Regions from separate parts of the Mus musculus genome. Here all the other regions are linked to region 2. Evidence: chromatin contacts called from public Hi-C data. All regions are on one chromosome and are shown on one strand. Each heading gives the region's core, a stretch centred on a gene start, on an enhancer-like site or on the middle of the called end of the contact. The rest is flanking DNA. Distances are from core to core; before and after follow the strand shown.

Evidence for each region. Hi-C and Micro-C count contacts between places; a contact is called where the count stands out from the background.
Region 1: a contact with region 2 is called in a Hi-C map of cortical neurons, with 3 times the contacts expected there. The contact joins two enhancer-like sites. A contact is called at or near these places in 4 of 484 Hi-C or Micro-C datasets (cerebral cortex, cortical neurons and forebrain) and 1 of 115 datasets of contacts at active chromatin or transcription factors (neural progenitor cells).
Region 3: a Hi-C map of cortical neurons shows a contact between it and region 2, with 3 times the contacts expected there. The contact joins two enhancer-like sites. A contact is called at or near these places in 3 of 484 Hi-C or Micro-C datasets (cortical neurons and embryonic stem cells).
Region 4: a Hi-C map of cortical neurons shows a contact between it and region 2, with 4 times the contacts expected there. The contact joins two enhancer-like sites. A contact is called at or near these places in 3 of 484 Hi-C or Micro-C datasets (cerebral cortex and cortical neurons).
Region 5: a contact with region 2 is called in a Hi-C map of forebrain, with 5 times the contacts expected there. The contact joins two enhancer-like sites. A contact is called at or near these places in 3 of 484 Hi-C or Micro-C datasets (cerebral cortex, cortical neurons and forebrain) and 1 of 115 datasets of contacts at active chromatin or transcription factors (neural progenitor cells).

Annotation. Positions count from the first base shown.
Region 1 is chr2:8,025,645-8,028,344 of GRCm38.p6, reverse strand. No RefSeq gene overlaps it. Among named protein-coding and RNA genes, the nearest start is that of Gm30904, 320 kb to the left of the region's middle. Within about 2 kb of position 1,449, at least 6 of the 459 cell types and tissues checked have an H3K27ac peak or open chromatin away from gene starts, as enhancers often do. A contact at or near this core is called in cortical neurons and forebrain, where this site is marked.
Region 2 is chr2:8,637,002-8,639,701 of GRCm38.p6, reverse strand. No RefSeq gene overlaps it. Among named protein-coding and RNA genes, the nearest start is that of Gm30904, 290 kb to the right of the region's middle. Within about 2 kb of position 1,386, at least 5 of the 459 cell types and tissues checked have an H3K27ac peak or open chromatin away from gene starts, as enhancers often do. A contact at or near this core is called in cortical neurons and forebrain, where this site is marked.
Region 3 is chr2:8,060,481-8,063,180 of GRCm38.p6, reverse strand. No RefSeq gene overlaps it. Among named protein-coding and RNA genes, the nearest start is that of Gm30904, 280 kb to the left of the region's middle. Within about 2 kb of position 1,295, at least 2 of the 459 cell types and tissues checked have an H3K27ac peak or open chromatin away from gene starts, as enhancers often do. A contact at or near this core is called in cortical neurons, where this site is marked.
Region 4 is chr2:7,953,023-7,955,722 of GRCm38.p6, reverse strand. No RefSeq gene overlaps it. Among named protein-coding and RNA genes, the nearest start is that of Gm30904, 390 kb to the left of the region's middle. Within about 2 kb of position 1,267, at least 4 of the 459 cell types and tissues checked have an H3K27ac peak or open chromatin away from gene starts, as enhancers often do. A contact at or near this core is called in cortical neurons, where this site is marked.
Region 5 is chr2:7,732,846-7,735,545 of GRCm38.p6, reverse strand. No RefSeq gene overlaps it. Among named protein-coding and RNA genes, the nearest start is that of Gm30904, 610 kb to the left of the region's middle. Within about 2 kb of position 1,260, at least 21 of the 459 cell types and tissues checked have an H3K27ac peak or open chromatin away from gene starts, as enhancers often do. A contact at or near this core is called in cortical neurons and forebrain, where this site is marked.

The sequences.
Region 1 (2,700 bases), core at 200-2,699, 610 kb after region 2:
CACATAGAAAGTCTGATATGGTGGTGTCTTAGTTAGGATTTCATTACTGTGAACAGACACCATGACCCAGGCAGCTCTTACAAAGGCAAACATTTAATTGTGGCTGGCTTAACAGTGTCAGAGAGTCATTCCATTATCACCACGGCAGAAAGCATGGCAGCACACAGGTAGTCATGGTGTCTGTTCACAGTAGATATAAAGTGCACAGCAATGGTCTTTTTTTGTCACTTTTTGTGTCTGTGTGTACCTATGAGCATGTATGTGTATGTTCACATAGGATGGGTACACACATATGAAGGCTCAAAGATTGATTTGGGTGTATTCTGTATTCTTGAGATTATCTTTTTTGAAACATGGTCTCAGTGGCCTGGAACTTTCTGAGTAGGTTAGATGAGTTGAATACCAAGTACCAGGGATCTATGTGTCTCTGCCTCCCCAGTACTAGATTTCAAATGCACTGCATTACACATGTGAGTTCTCACATAACTCAGTCCTCCTGCTTGTTGGCTCAGAAGTTTATTATGTTATTTCCTAACCCTTTTATCTGTTACATTATGGACTTTTTCTATACTGGTAAGCTGCCCAGTTCCTTGTCAGCACACACTCCAAGTGCTAAGATGCAGACAGTGCTACAACATGGTTAATTAAAGGCATTTTTTTCAGTTTCAGATAAAATTGCAATTGCTAGGCAGCCAGTGGTAAGCCATGTATAACTTTGTCATGTACCCATGTCAGTAAAACCTGAGCATCTTGATTAATGACTGTAGGGTCACTGCTGTACAGTGTCAAAATTCTTTGAATTCTTCTCTAAATTCAAAACCTATCCCTGCTGACTGTTAGGAGCAGAAACCGGGGATTATGCTAATTTGGATTATTAATTAGCTGTTCTATTTCCCCAGAATGCAAGGGATGACATCTATACCAACACGCCTGTCTATCCCTCCAATAGCAAGAAGAGACAGAAGAAAAGCTGCTTCCAATGCTAAAGTTAGGATACTGCAAAGGGCTCTGGAAAACAGGGCTAGGTCGTGGGAATTTCTTAGCGCATCCATGATTGTTCAGAACACTGATGATGGGGGTTCTGTATGCAGATGAAGTCTCGGAGGCGTGGCCAGTATTCAGCATTCTACCTCTAACAGTGCTGCCTTCTTTTCACTGCTTAGTTAGAAGTATCCACAATATTTATAACATCCTTCCTCCTGTCTGGGGATTTTATTATAAGACAACAGGGACTGGAAAAACTATGGTCATGTAAAAACAGTTAACACAAGACCTTTTCATTCATGTAGTTTTTCATGTGTTCTGTATATGCATGTGTGTGTGTGCATGTGTGTATGTGCATGTGTGTGTGTGTGTGTGTGTACTCATATTTGCTCACGTGTGCACATACCTGTGGAGGCTGACGTTAATACTAGGCATCTTCTTGGATCGTGCTCCACTTTATACTCAGGCACAATCTCATCCGGAACCCGGTTGCCTAGGTAACCAGACATCTTCTGTCTTTGCTTCTTCAGTGAAATTATAGGTAGCCACCACAACTACATAGCTGTTAAGTGGGTTCTAGAGTTCCGAAGCTCAGTCTTCCTGCATGGCGAAACCTCTATCCACCGTGTCGTCTCCATAATCCTCATGACCAAGTTTACAACCTGCCTCAGTATTTAAGAGTGTGGGAGCACCTGGAACTTTGACGACCACAGTTCTATGATGCTATAATTCATGAGCTTTGGCCCTATATAATTTTCATTATCTTTGCCTCGGCATAGGAAGATTTTTGTAAACAGAAGCTTTACTCATTCAAATAATGCCAATTTCCCCAAAGTTGTCTCTGTATTTCAGAGTGTCTCATAAGTTTGGCAGACTGTACTGTTATACTGAGGCCATTGCTATAGTAGCATTGTTCTGTTTTATGTGTTCGATCCTATTTTCAGATTTTATTTTTATTTCAAAGTTCACCACCAAATGAATGCTCAGAAGACATTGATATCAGGTACTTTAAACATGAAAACACTAACAGGCTATTACGTAGCACATTAATACCACAGATTTCGCACAAAATTTCTGGTGAAAATAAAAATGTCATCATTTTTTGACAACATATGTTACTAACCTCAGTATTTCTATTTACCAATCAATGCAGCTTGAACTTGTCATTGCAATCTGAAACCAACCTGAAAGTTAGGAAAAATCTTACTTTTCCACAATGGTAATCACACTGAAAAGGTGTCCATAATGATAATAATTTGCATAATTTACATCATATTGTAATACATTTTTATAATTCAAAATGTTCATATTTAATGCTGATAATATACCCTATCCTAAGGTCATAGGGAATTTTTACTAATTCTCTAAGTAGAAAATATGCATAATTTATTTAACCATTTTCCTAAAATGTTAAGAATTTTGAAATCCAGCAACAATGGCTCCAAATCCTGATTATGCTGCTCAGGTTGGTAATAGTACCTGAGCTAACACAGACTCAGTCTCTTATAACTTCACTGTCACCATGTGTCATATGAGACATGTGTTAATATGATTAAAGGGAATGGTGGGAATGGAAAGAAACCTAAAACTCTAATGCTGTCCTTGGCCCACAAATCTATTCTCTTCCTTGAGTCTCACTTCTAACTCATGCACACCTGTCTTCCTTTAGTGACATTATCCAAGCTTGGCAAACAAGATTCTGCTTCCCCATTTTTA
Region 2 (2,700 bases), core at 137-2,636:
ATTGATAAAATTTGATTTTTAAAAAGATTTATTTTCATTTTGTTTATGAGAGAGAGAGAGAGAGAGAGAGAGAGAAGGGGAGAGGGAGAGAAATAGAGAGAGGGGAAAGAGAGAGAGAGAGAGAGAGAGAGAGAGAGAGCGAGCGAGAGAGGAGAGAGACCAAGACAGATCTAGAGGCACAGAGGCATGTGTGTGAGTACCCATGGAGACCAGCAGAGGGCATTAGATCCCTTGAAGCTGGAGTTACAGGTGGCTGTAAGATGCCTTACTTAAGTCTTGGGAACTAAAGTTAGGTCTTATGGAAGAGAAAAACGTATTTAGCCACTATACTTTCTCTCCAGCCCAATAGAGTGTGTTTTCATTTCACCATTCTAAGAACTCCTAGCAAACTAAAGTTCTTTTCTTACTCACATAATTTTTCTCTTCCTTAAGAAGAGAGGCCCATTGAACTTGCAAACTTTATATGCCCCAGTACAGGGGAACGCCAGGGCCAAAAAGGGGGAGTGGGTGGGTAGGGGAGTAGGGGGGGTGGGTATGGGGGACTTTTGGGATAGCATTGGAAATGTAAATGAGGAAAATACCTAATTAAAAAAAAGATTAAGTGAGAAAAAAAAAGAATGTGTGTCTCATTTTATCTTTCATAAGAATGTAGCTGTGGGATGGAGAACAGTCAAATAATATTGGCAAAAGGGGGGCACTGACTAATCAGAGATAAATGAAAATTAACCTACTTTCTAACCCAAGAAAGACAGGAGCAAGTATGAGAACTCTAAAGAAGTAATGCCTCTATCTCTGTTTTCCTAAAATACAATGTGGAAAAAGATATGTGATAGTTAGGGTTGATGGTCATCTTGAGAGGCTCTGGAATCACGCAGAAGCCAACCTCCAGGAACCCAGGAGATCCTGTGTAGGAGGGAAGCAGTGCGGTACCATTTGAGTACTTAACATAGAGAGGAGGAAGCTAGCTGAGCAGGAAGAACCATTACTCTCTCCTTCCTCTCTGCAGATGCAATCTGACCAACTGACTCAAACTCCCAGCCCTGGGACATGTATTCCACACTGCCTGATGACAGTGTCCTCAGAGTGCTAGCCCAATTCATGTCTTTCTTCTTTAAGTTATTTTTCTCAGGGTATTTTACTACAGTGACAGAAAATATAACTAAGACAAGGAGTTACTATCCTTAGCAATTCTGAAATTTAAAAACAACCACTAGTCCTCATCTTTTATATTTAATATATTGAAATATGATTATTATTGATATTTTTCATCTTATGTAGTCAAAGGCACAAAGGAAATCTTTCTTCCAACATTGCAAGATAAACACCTGCAGAATGCATGAAGATCCTGCAATATCAGCAGAGGGCAGCAGAAAGCTTTTTCACTTGTTTGCTGCACAGCTGCCTTTATTTCTGCCGTTTTAACTTTGTGTATACAGCAGTCATTGAGTTGTTGAGCTGAATACGCGCAGAAGTGCATGGAATCTGTTTGATCTAAGTCCCCTCCTCTTCCCCGTAAGTTCTGCAGTAGCACACCGTGTTACAAGAGAAACATTCGCACGTTTAAAGCTTATTTGGTATAAACTATGAAATACCAAAAGGAAGCAGCCTTGCCTTTGGAGCTGCTTGCATTCTTAACATGGGAAACTCAAGTTTATGGGAACCATTCTCAGATCAGATAAGACGTGACTTTTTCCAGGATTCTTCTTTAGTGACTTTGCATTTACCAGTATGTGTATGTGCTAGACTAAGCCTGTTCCTGTTTAAAAAAAAAAAAGAATAGAAGTTTTACTTTCTCTAATGTCTATTTATCATACTTGTTCAAATATTCATGAGAAATATATGTTCCAGATAGAAAAAAAATTAGGTGTGTAAAAGATTTAGTTTTAATATTTCTCAAGTCATTCAACACTATGCTGTCTTTTATGACTGTAAAAGTAATTCTCATTGTCTTTTTTTTTATAAATGTCAGATAGAAAATTACATCTTGTATATTATAGAAAACGGCACTATTATTTCTTACTGTGTCATTTAACTCTCATCAAATCTATTGAATTCAACGAATGATGGCATTTTGGTTAGGATAAAGACTTTATGATGTTCTAGGATTGCTGCAGAGAGAGCACTGAATTAATTATTTGAAAATCTGTAACATGAGTGAGGGCAATGTTCAGCTGACCAGACAGCATGGGGTTTGGGTTCAGATGGCCAGCATCCACATTAGAGTAGGACATGAAAGAATGTGTCTGTAACTCCAGGGCTGAGGGAGCAGAGACAAGATGATACACTGAGCTCAGTGGCCAGCCATCCTGAGTGAACTGCTGAGTTGTGGCTCAGAGGATACCATAGACGACATCATAGTTTACCAAGGACAACATCCTCTAGCCTTTGTATCCACTGAGTCAAGCATATACATGCGAGTGCATCTGGATTTTCAGGTGCATAATCAGAAACTGAGTTGAATATCCACATTTTTCCCTGCTTCTTCACCATGGATCTAACGAGTCACCTCAAGCTCCAGCTACCTTGACTGTCCAGCCATGATGGATTATACCCTCAAACTCAGAGCCTAAATAAACATTTTTTTCCTTGAGTTGCTTTGATCATTTACTTTGTCCTGGTAATGAGAAAAGTATTTAAAAGAGCTGCCATCCTTAACAAACTTACTTTATTGTATTGAGTTATCAGTTTTTCCTTCAAAAA
Region 3 (2,700 bases), core at 46-2,545, 580 kb after region 2:
AGAACTGTTCAAAGAGCTCAAGCTCAATCAGCACGTGCCTGCAGATTTGAGTTAAAGTAAGGGCCTAGATAATTTAATAAAATTAAATATTTATGATTTATCAAAATGAATGCTGCGTGTAGCACTAACATTAAAGTCATTTAGTGGTGTTTAATTATTGAGTCATTTGTGACTTGATTTTCAATTGTAGTTGACTGATGAAATGTAATTTTAGTACTGGAGCGACATAATAGTTTTAGTCGGAATGCAGTCCCTGTGTGTATCTTAATTAGCAGCACAAAACACTGAGTTAACTAGGTATATTCTTAGTTATTGATTTAGGAAGAAGAGGGGTAGAAACTAACAAAACTATTCTGTGAAACCTTTGATAAACATCTTCTGAACAAATGGAAATGATTGAATTCAAAGACTCTACTATTGGTTAATTTTTTGGCTAAGGGAGACACTTATTTGAAACTTCTTATAGGTAGAAGGAAACATAGACTGTTTAAGTTGCCACCACCTTATATATTTACTTTGTGCCTTAATTTTAAACAATGAAGCACTAAGTCAAGTATCATGATTAGTTTTGTTGGTGCTTTCCAAAAGTGAGGAAACTTCAAGTTAGTACAAAATCCTGGTTCTAATCTTAGAGTTTATTGTAATTTTGCATGTATGTAAACCTGTGTGTGTGTGTGTGTGTGTGTGTGTGTGTGTGTGTGTGTGTGTCTGTGCACATGTATATGGGTGCATTTATGTAGATGTCTATTGAAGCCTGAGGCTGACATGGTCTTCCTCAATTGATTTCCCATACTTTATTTTTAGAGACAGGATCTCTCAGTACATTTGGAGCTTGCTGGTTTGACTTGGCTGGCTGGCAGTCACTGGGTCCCTGGGATGCCTCTGTCTCAGCTCTCCTAGTACTGGAATTGAAGATGTCTAACACATGCCTGGTCTTTATAAGGCACAAGGGCTTCAACTCTGGTCCCCACACTTGTGCAACAATCACTGTACTGACAAAGTCATGTCTGCAGCCCCTGTTTTCTTGTTTTTAGCTGAAAGATTATATTTCCCTATATTAATTTTGAGTCTTTCAATGCATAATATTATAAGAGGTACTGGGGCTACTCATAAGAATAATGATTTTCACTCAGAAGCTACAGTAATTCACTAAAGCAAACATTTTAGCTACCAGGCTCTTTGAATATTTAAGCAATATAAGCTAGCAACTATTCCTCTCTCTCTTGTAAATTATGAAAATAGAACTTGAAGAGTGTAAAGAATCTTGGCAGTGTTTCAAAATCAAGAAGTGAGAAATGGAGACCAAGTATCTTTTAGTTGAATGCCAGCTGGCCCAGCTCTTATGAAGCCAGTGTAATGAGATAAATATGATAGAAAGAATGTGTGTTTATCATGCCATTGGAGCATCCTAGAGGGCACAGGGAAAATTATATTGAAAACTGTGTCACAAACGTTGAGTAAAGATTCTATCTCATTGTCACAAATATATATCTTTGAGTTGTCTCAAGAATTCTACTTCTATTCTTTTTATCTGTGATGAAATTTATTCTTAGCATGTAGAAGAATGTTTGATGGTTGAACAAATGTCTGAGGTATCCTTCATTATTATAAAAAATGAGACAACTATAATTCCTGGCTCAAAAACTTGTATGTATATGTTTATAAGTCTGTGATGACACATGCATACATACATACATGCATATTGAGTCTAGCTGTCTGTCTTCCTCAGGTGTTGACTATCTAATTTGTTTGCTTGCTTGCTTGATTATATTGAAACAGTTTATCACTGGGATGTGGGGAATCACATGGTTCGCTGTTGTGCCTGTGAGTCCTAAAAATCCTCTTGTGTCTCTTAGCAGTGGTGTGATTATACGATGTTCAGCTTTTTACATAGTTACTAGGAGTATGACTCATGTACTCTTGCTTCAAGGTAGTTTGAAGAATCTCTGCTGACCAAAGATACTGGAATTTTTTTGTCCTTATTTAAAAGCATGCAAAAAAATACCTGCCTGTATGAAGGCCTGCTGGGCCTTATACAAGTTTAAACAGGACTTAATTTGAGAGGATGAACTAATGCTTCATAGTGGCATCAGAATAGGATTAACTACTGGTTCTATCTTGTGTTAACTGTGAGTTTTATTGGTGGCCATTAGGTAAGAAATAGAATTAGAAATTTCAACTGAGCCTTTCATCTTGGAATCAAAGAAAAAGTTAATAATTACCCATACTGTAGAATGATTCGTACCTTTTTGTTAATTTTTTATTATATTGAATTAAAATTATTTAGGTAGAATGTGCATTTTAACAATTGGGGTATATAAGAAACCGTAATTAAGCCAATCAGAAGCCAGAGGAACTAGGCTTAGATTGCCTGACTTGGGTTTTGGCTTCACTGCTAGCTATGTGTTCTTGGGCAATAGTAAAGTCACAACATTGATGTTTTTCCCTACATTGGTAAAACAATGGTATCTTACTCACAGTTGTTGCAAGAGTTACCTAAGATGATATAGAGAAACTGTTTATATCTGATAAGTGCAGTCAAATAACCTCTTCCCACAAAAGGGGAAGAAAACAAGTTATTGATTATAGAAAGGAAACTGAAGCTAAATGTCTTAATCTACACTCATCTGATTCTTCAATTTTAACCTCCTCGCATGTGCAAGTAGTAACAAAACGGAGCAAAGAGCCCATGTAACCTCA
Region 4 (2,700 bases), core at 18-2,517, 680 kb after region 2:
ACTTTCAAACATTGGTAACCACATCTATAATGCATAGGTGCTTCCTAGCTGTGTGCACATGAACTCTTTACTTCATAAAAAGACACATACTAGTTAGCCACCATGGGTACAATTATGTAGAAGTCATCTTCCACAGACCATTTTCAGTGAATTAAAAACAACCCCATTTAAAACAATCTCCTGAGAGCTTATAAAATTCTCTCCATCTCTGAGAAACTTGAAAAGTAACAAGCAATTCATTGCCCTTCTCTGAGGGGGTCACTAAGCAAACGATCACAGAGGCTCAGGGGTCTGCCTTCTGATCTGGTTAAAGAGCTTCAATCAAGGAGACCCTGTCACAGAAGCAGAACCAGAAGCTAGAAATGTGACTGCTGAGAGGTTTCCCTGACAGCACACAGGAGAGAGAACATTTTTACTGAAATTTCAAAGGTTAGAAAATGGATTTTGAAGCCAAAGACATAGTGTATGCAAAAGTTTCTTTTTTTAACTCTATGCTGAACAAGTCAGTACATGTTGGAGCGATGCAACAATCACTGTTGTCACACACTTCAGAGGCCAAATCATGTTTCTTATAAAGCAGCATAATAGTCATCTTTGCTAGCATTGAGAGAGAGAGAGAGAGAGACAGAGACAGAGACAGAGAGAGAGACAGAGAGACAGAGACAGAGAGAGACACAGAGAGAGAGAGAGACAGAGAAAGAGAGAGAGACAGAAAGAGAGAGAGAGATTAAATTTGAATGTCTAACATAATTTTTACAAAAAGAAACTCTTTTCATGGGATATGTTTTAGTTGATAAGTGAACCTTAATTTGTACTTTATTGATTTTCTTTGAGACAGAGTCCCATGTATCCCAGGTTTTCTTCAAGTCTACTATATAGTTAAACTTGATTTTAAAGGTCTGCTCCCTCGGTCTTCACCTCCCAGGTGCTGGCATTATAGGCACATCTACCACACCCAATGCTGGATACCAAAATAGTGGCTTCCTGTGCACTAGGCAAACATTCTCCCTACTAGGCAATATGCCTATCCATTTATTTCATATTTCTATGTCCTGAAACTTCATCGTGTGTATATGTGTGTGTGTGTGTGTGTGTGTGTGTGTGTGTGAAATAGGATTACATTACCAAGTTTCAAAAGTAATCCATTGTGACATTCCCTTGCTTGTTTTTCGTATTTTGAGAGTAAAAAGCCACTTCTAGAGGCACTGCATTTGCATTCTCTATGAGATGGTATTTTATAGATATGAAGAAAGTCTTCCAAAAATGTTAAGGGAAAAGATGACTCTCATCTTGTGACGTTCTTGGCATTTGCTTGTGAGATTTCTTGATGGCCCTGTACCATCAGAGACAGCTGCTTTGGTAAAAACTTAAGAAGAATGTCTTTATTCTCAGTAACAGAAAGAGACCATCAAAAGTTAAGATGAAAATGTGGTTTTGCTGCAGTCTGGCAAACTGCAAACTTTGTGAGCATAAAAATATTTGGTGTTCAGGTCCACCTGTGCAAAACATGGATGTCCATTAAACATTTCCCCAACAACTATAATGAACAAAAAAAATTATCATACTCAGAAAAGTAAAGGGAGCACATATACATGGGTTAATTCTCTGTTATACTTTTTAAATAAGCATATTGCTTCTGCCAGAGTGACAGTAGTTATAAGAGGGCATCATCTGCCAACTAGTAGAGATCATAATTCTGTCTCCCCCCTATATTAGTTAATCATTTTACAAAACCTGGAGATTTTTATAGTCACTATATGAGAAATATTTTAAGCTGACATTCTTTAAGTGGCAAGTTGTTTCCTTAATATGAGTTTTGCTCCCTGCTCCAAAAATGTTTTAAGAAAATATGATTTTATCATCATTTTATTTTGCTTAATGTGAATGATTTCAATGCAATTGAATTGAAAGCCTTGTCTTCTTGTACTGCTTTGCTTTGAGGAATTCCAGTGAACTTTGCTGCCATCTTTGTATGGTAAGTTTCTGCATAATCTCTATTTGAATTTACCGTACATAAAGGCAATGAGCTAACAGGTTATTGCAGAAAGCCATGAATAGATTGTTACTACATAATACATTTCTGTCATGAACACTAAGTTCGTATATTTTTCTGTTTGTCCATGTATGAATGTTTTCTTTAAGGTTCCGAGAAAAGACAGGGTGTCCTGTGCCTCCTACAAATTCTCTCATTCATCACTAGTCTTATTGAAACCAGAGCAGAGAGGCAAGCTGGAGGGCTGACAGGATACTGAATGGAAGACACCCTAAATGAAAAAAATCTCATTGTGGAAGCTGTAGTATGCCACAGTGTGTCCCATAGTAAATCCTGTTCAAACTTCTTGGCTTGCTAATGTTCACTGTTATTAAGTCTTGGCCTAGTTTGAGGATCTTTACTAGGACTGCTCTTGGATATCCTGTTGTTGCCCTGTGTCCTAGAGATCCTGAATTTCTTGATGTGCAGGACTGTCCCCTTCACCCACTCCAGCAGTTCATAGATGGCATAGATGTTGGATTGAGGCGACTCAGAGCTCCAGATCTGGGCCTAGGTAGAATCTGAGCTGGTTAGCTGCCATCTCTCCAGTATCACATCACCAGGGCAGGCTCTCTAGCACTGCTCCAGCTTGCTTGCCCACTGCCAAATAGTCAGAGCCCAGTGATCAGAGCCAGCTCTAATGCTCTGATCACTTGTATCCTTGCCAG
Region 5 (2,700 bases), core at 11-2,510, 900 kb after region 2:
AAGCCTGCCCATGCAACCAAAGTCAGTAAGTAAATCTGTCTCAAAGTAGTGGGATGCACATAAGAAATAACACAGAGGTTGTCTACTAGTCTCCACACGCCCATGCTCAGATGTATGTGAATTTGTTCACACATGTGTATCTCTGAACATATATAGACATAAACACACATGCATGCATGAAAATCTTATTATTTTTTTTCTTGTTTCTATGAGGTGTTGCTTAAGGATGTGGGTATGCTAGGAATTCATATTTAGAGGGATGCAGTTATGTAAAAGTTATAGAGAGTTTCTCTAGTCAGTTTATGTTACTATAACAAAGCATCATAGACCAAGAGAATTAATGGGATAGAGATTATTTCTCATAGCTGGGACTACAGGTCTGACATTAGGGTGCCTGTGCAGTTGGGTTCTTAGTAAGAGTTGCTGCTGTGTTAAAGGATGTTGGATGCTTCTTGTTTCTTTTGTGCTCTGAGCATAAATAGCAAAGTTTTTATTTTGCCTTTTACCAGGGTAGCAATTCCCCTCAAGAGGACTCTAGCTTCATGACCTTTTTAACTCCCAAGAGCCTATCTCCAGAAAGCATCACGCTGGGGATTAGCATGTAAGTATGATGGGAGCAAAGACTTAGAGCTGACAGCCTCCTTTGCTTCATTTAAAATTTTTCTTTTTAGAATTAGGAAAGAAATGGATGCACAACTTAGCAAGAACTTGCCGCTTCAAATACGCACATATAACTTTTAATGTACACAGATGGAGTTACAGGTGCCAGAATCCCTGCTCAGGATAACTGTAGGAAGCTGTGTATACTGTTGCTGGGGTGGGGGTGGGTGGGGGGAGCTTCCCCTTTGTTATGCTAGTGGCAGGGACTTTATCCCATTTACCCAGAAGCCTCTAGGCAACTGCAAATAATGCCAAGGGACCATGCTGCCATATGGCTGTTATGCAGTCCTTTCTGAAGGTGTCACCCAAAGGGGTTCTCTGAGGACTTACAGCCACGTGCAGATTGCTTCCCCCCCTCTCGCTGCCTGCTTCTTTCCTCCCCCGCATACCACCCGCCTTCCTCTCTTCCCTCAAATGTTCTGTAGCTGTCAAGTTTCTTTTATAGAAATAAGTGAAATTATAATGAGACAAGAGATAGACGTGCCAGAGATGAATAGAAAGACTTTATGGAATTGCTGCTGTATCTGAAAGCCTTAAAGAGGAGGCAGGAGGGCGGATAATGGCTGTCACCCTGCACAGGAAGCACTCCCCTGGCACATTTGACTTTCAAAACTGCTTCTGATCCGTTCATAGGAAGTTGGTGCTGTATTAAACTGCATCGTACAGAACTACACTGTAGAGGCAGGGAAAAGTCAAGACCCTGGAATTCTCTTCTGAAAAACCTCATCTGAGAGCCAGAGCTTCTCATTTGGAAAGGCTACCTTGTGGCATCTTCCTAGAGTTTTTGGTTGAGGACCAGTGTCCTTCCCATGTCCTGTTTTTCATAGCATGGCTTGTGCTCTGTTTTATTAGGAAAGGAGAGTGTACTCGTCGTTATGTTATGAAAGTATTGCTCTTTTCACCCATCAGCTACTAGACTGAAAAAAATTGCCTTATTATGAAGTTGATAGTGAAAGTTTCAGGGAGCAGATGTTCTAATTACTCCAAACATGCCCATCGGATAAAAAGAAAGTCAGAATTTTACTTGTGAGAATACCAAGCAGGAATTTTTTTTTTAAAGTGTGTGTGCATGTGCATGCAAGTGTATGTGTGTGTGCGTGTGTGTGTGTGTGTGTGTGTGTGTGTGTGAGAGAGAGAGAGAGAGAGATGCGCTTGTACCACCACAGAGCTCATGTGGTCAGAACAAAAATATGAGGAATCTTTTTCTCTCCTTCTACCATGTGGGTCCTTGTGATTGACCATAGGAACTCATGTTTGGCAGAAAGTGCCTTTCCCCATGGAATAGACTGTCTTGCTGGCCCTGAAGGAAACATTCCCACATTTGTGTTTTTGTCTCCTTTGTCTGTGCATCTCTTCTTTGCTAAAAATAAACTCATGAACCTTAATTCTATTGTTCCGTTTTTAAAAGTAGGAGTCATAGAGTTAGGTGTTAAATGATGTTTTAAAATTAAAGAAGGGCCTGCTATGGTTGTGCACAATTTTGTTACTAGCATTTGGTTGGCAGAGACAGATGGATCTTGGAATTTGAGGCTATCCTGTACGACAGAGGGATTTCAGAGGTAGTGAGACTTACAAAATGAGACACAGCAGCCTATGGGGAGGGGGAAAAAAGAGCAAAGTGGGACCAGAGCCTGGCATGCATGATTCTCCAAAGACAGAAGGAGCTGTTTTGATATGGATCTGAAGTTTACTGAGACACACAGAGAGAAAATGAATGCAATGTGATTTAACTGTATGAGCCGGAGCCCCACTGGCCAGCCATTTTACCCTAGTGAGCCCCAGACTGTAAGTCTCAAACCCTCACCCTTGGGCAAATGGCTCAAGTGACTATTTAACATATGAAAATAGGCCTGGCTGCCAGGTTCTCCCAGCATCCCTCAGTACCTACCTGTTACAGAGTATGGCTAGCATACCTCACCCTCTACCCTAACTCTCCAGCCCAGGGGTTGGACTGCCAATCGCTCAGCTGTTCTTCCCTATATAATCCAGACATTTTGATTACCTGACCTCTTTTGGTTCCCCTCTCTCTCCTCTCTCTGT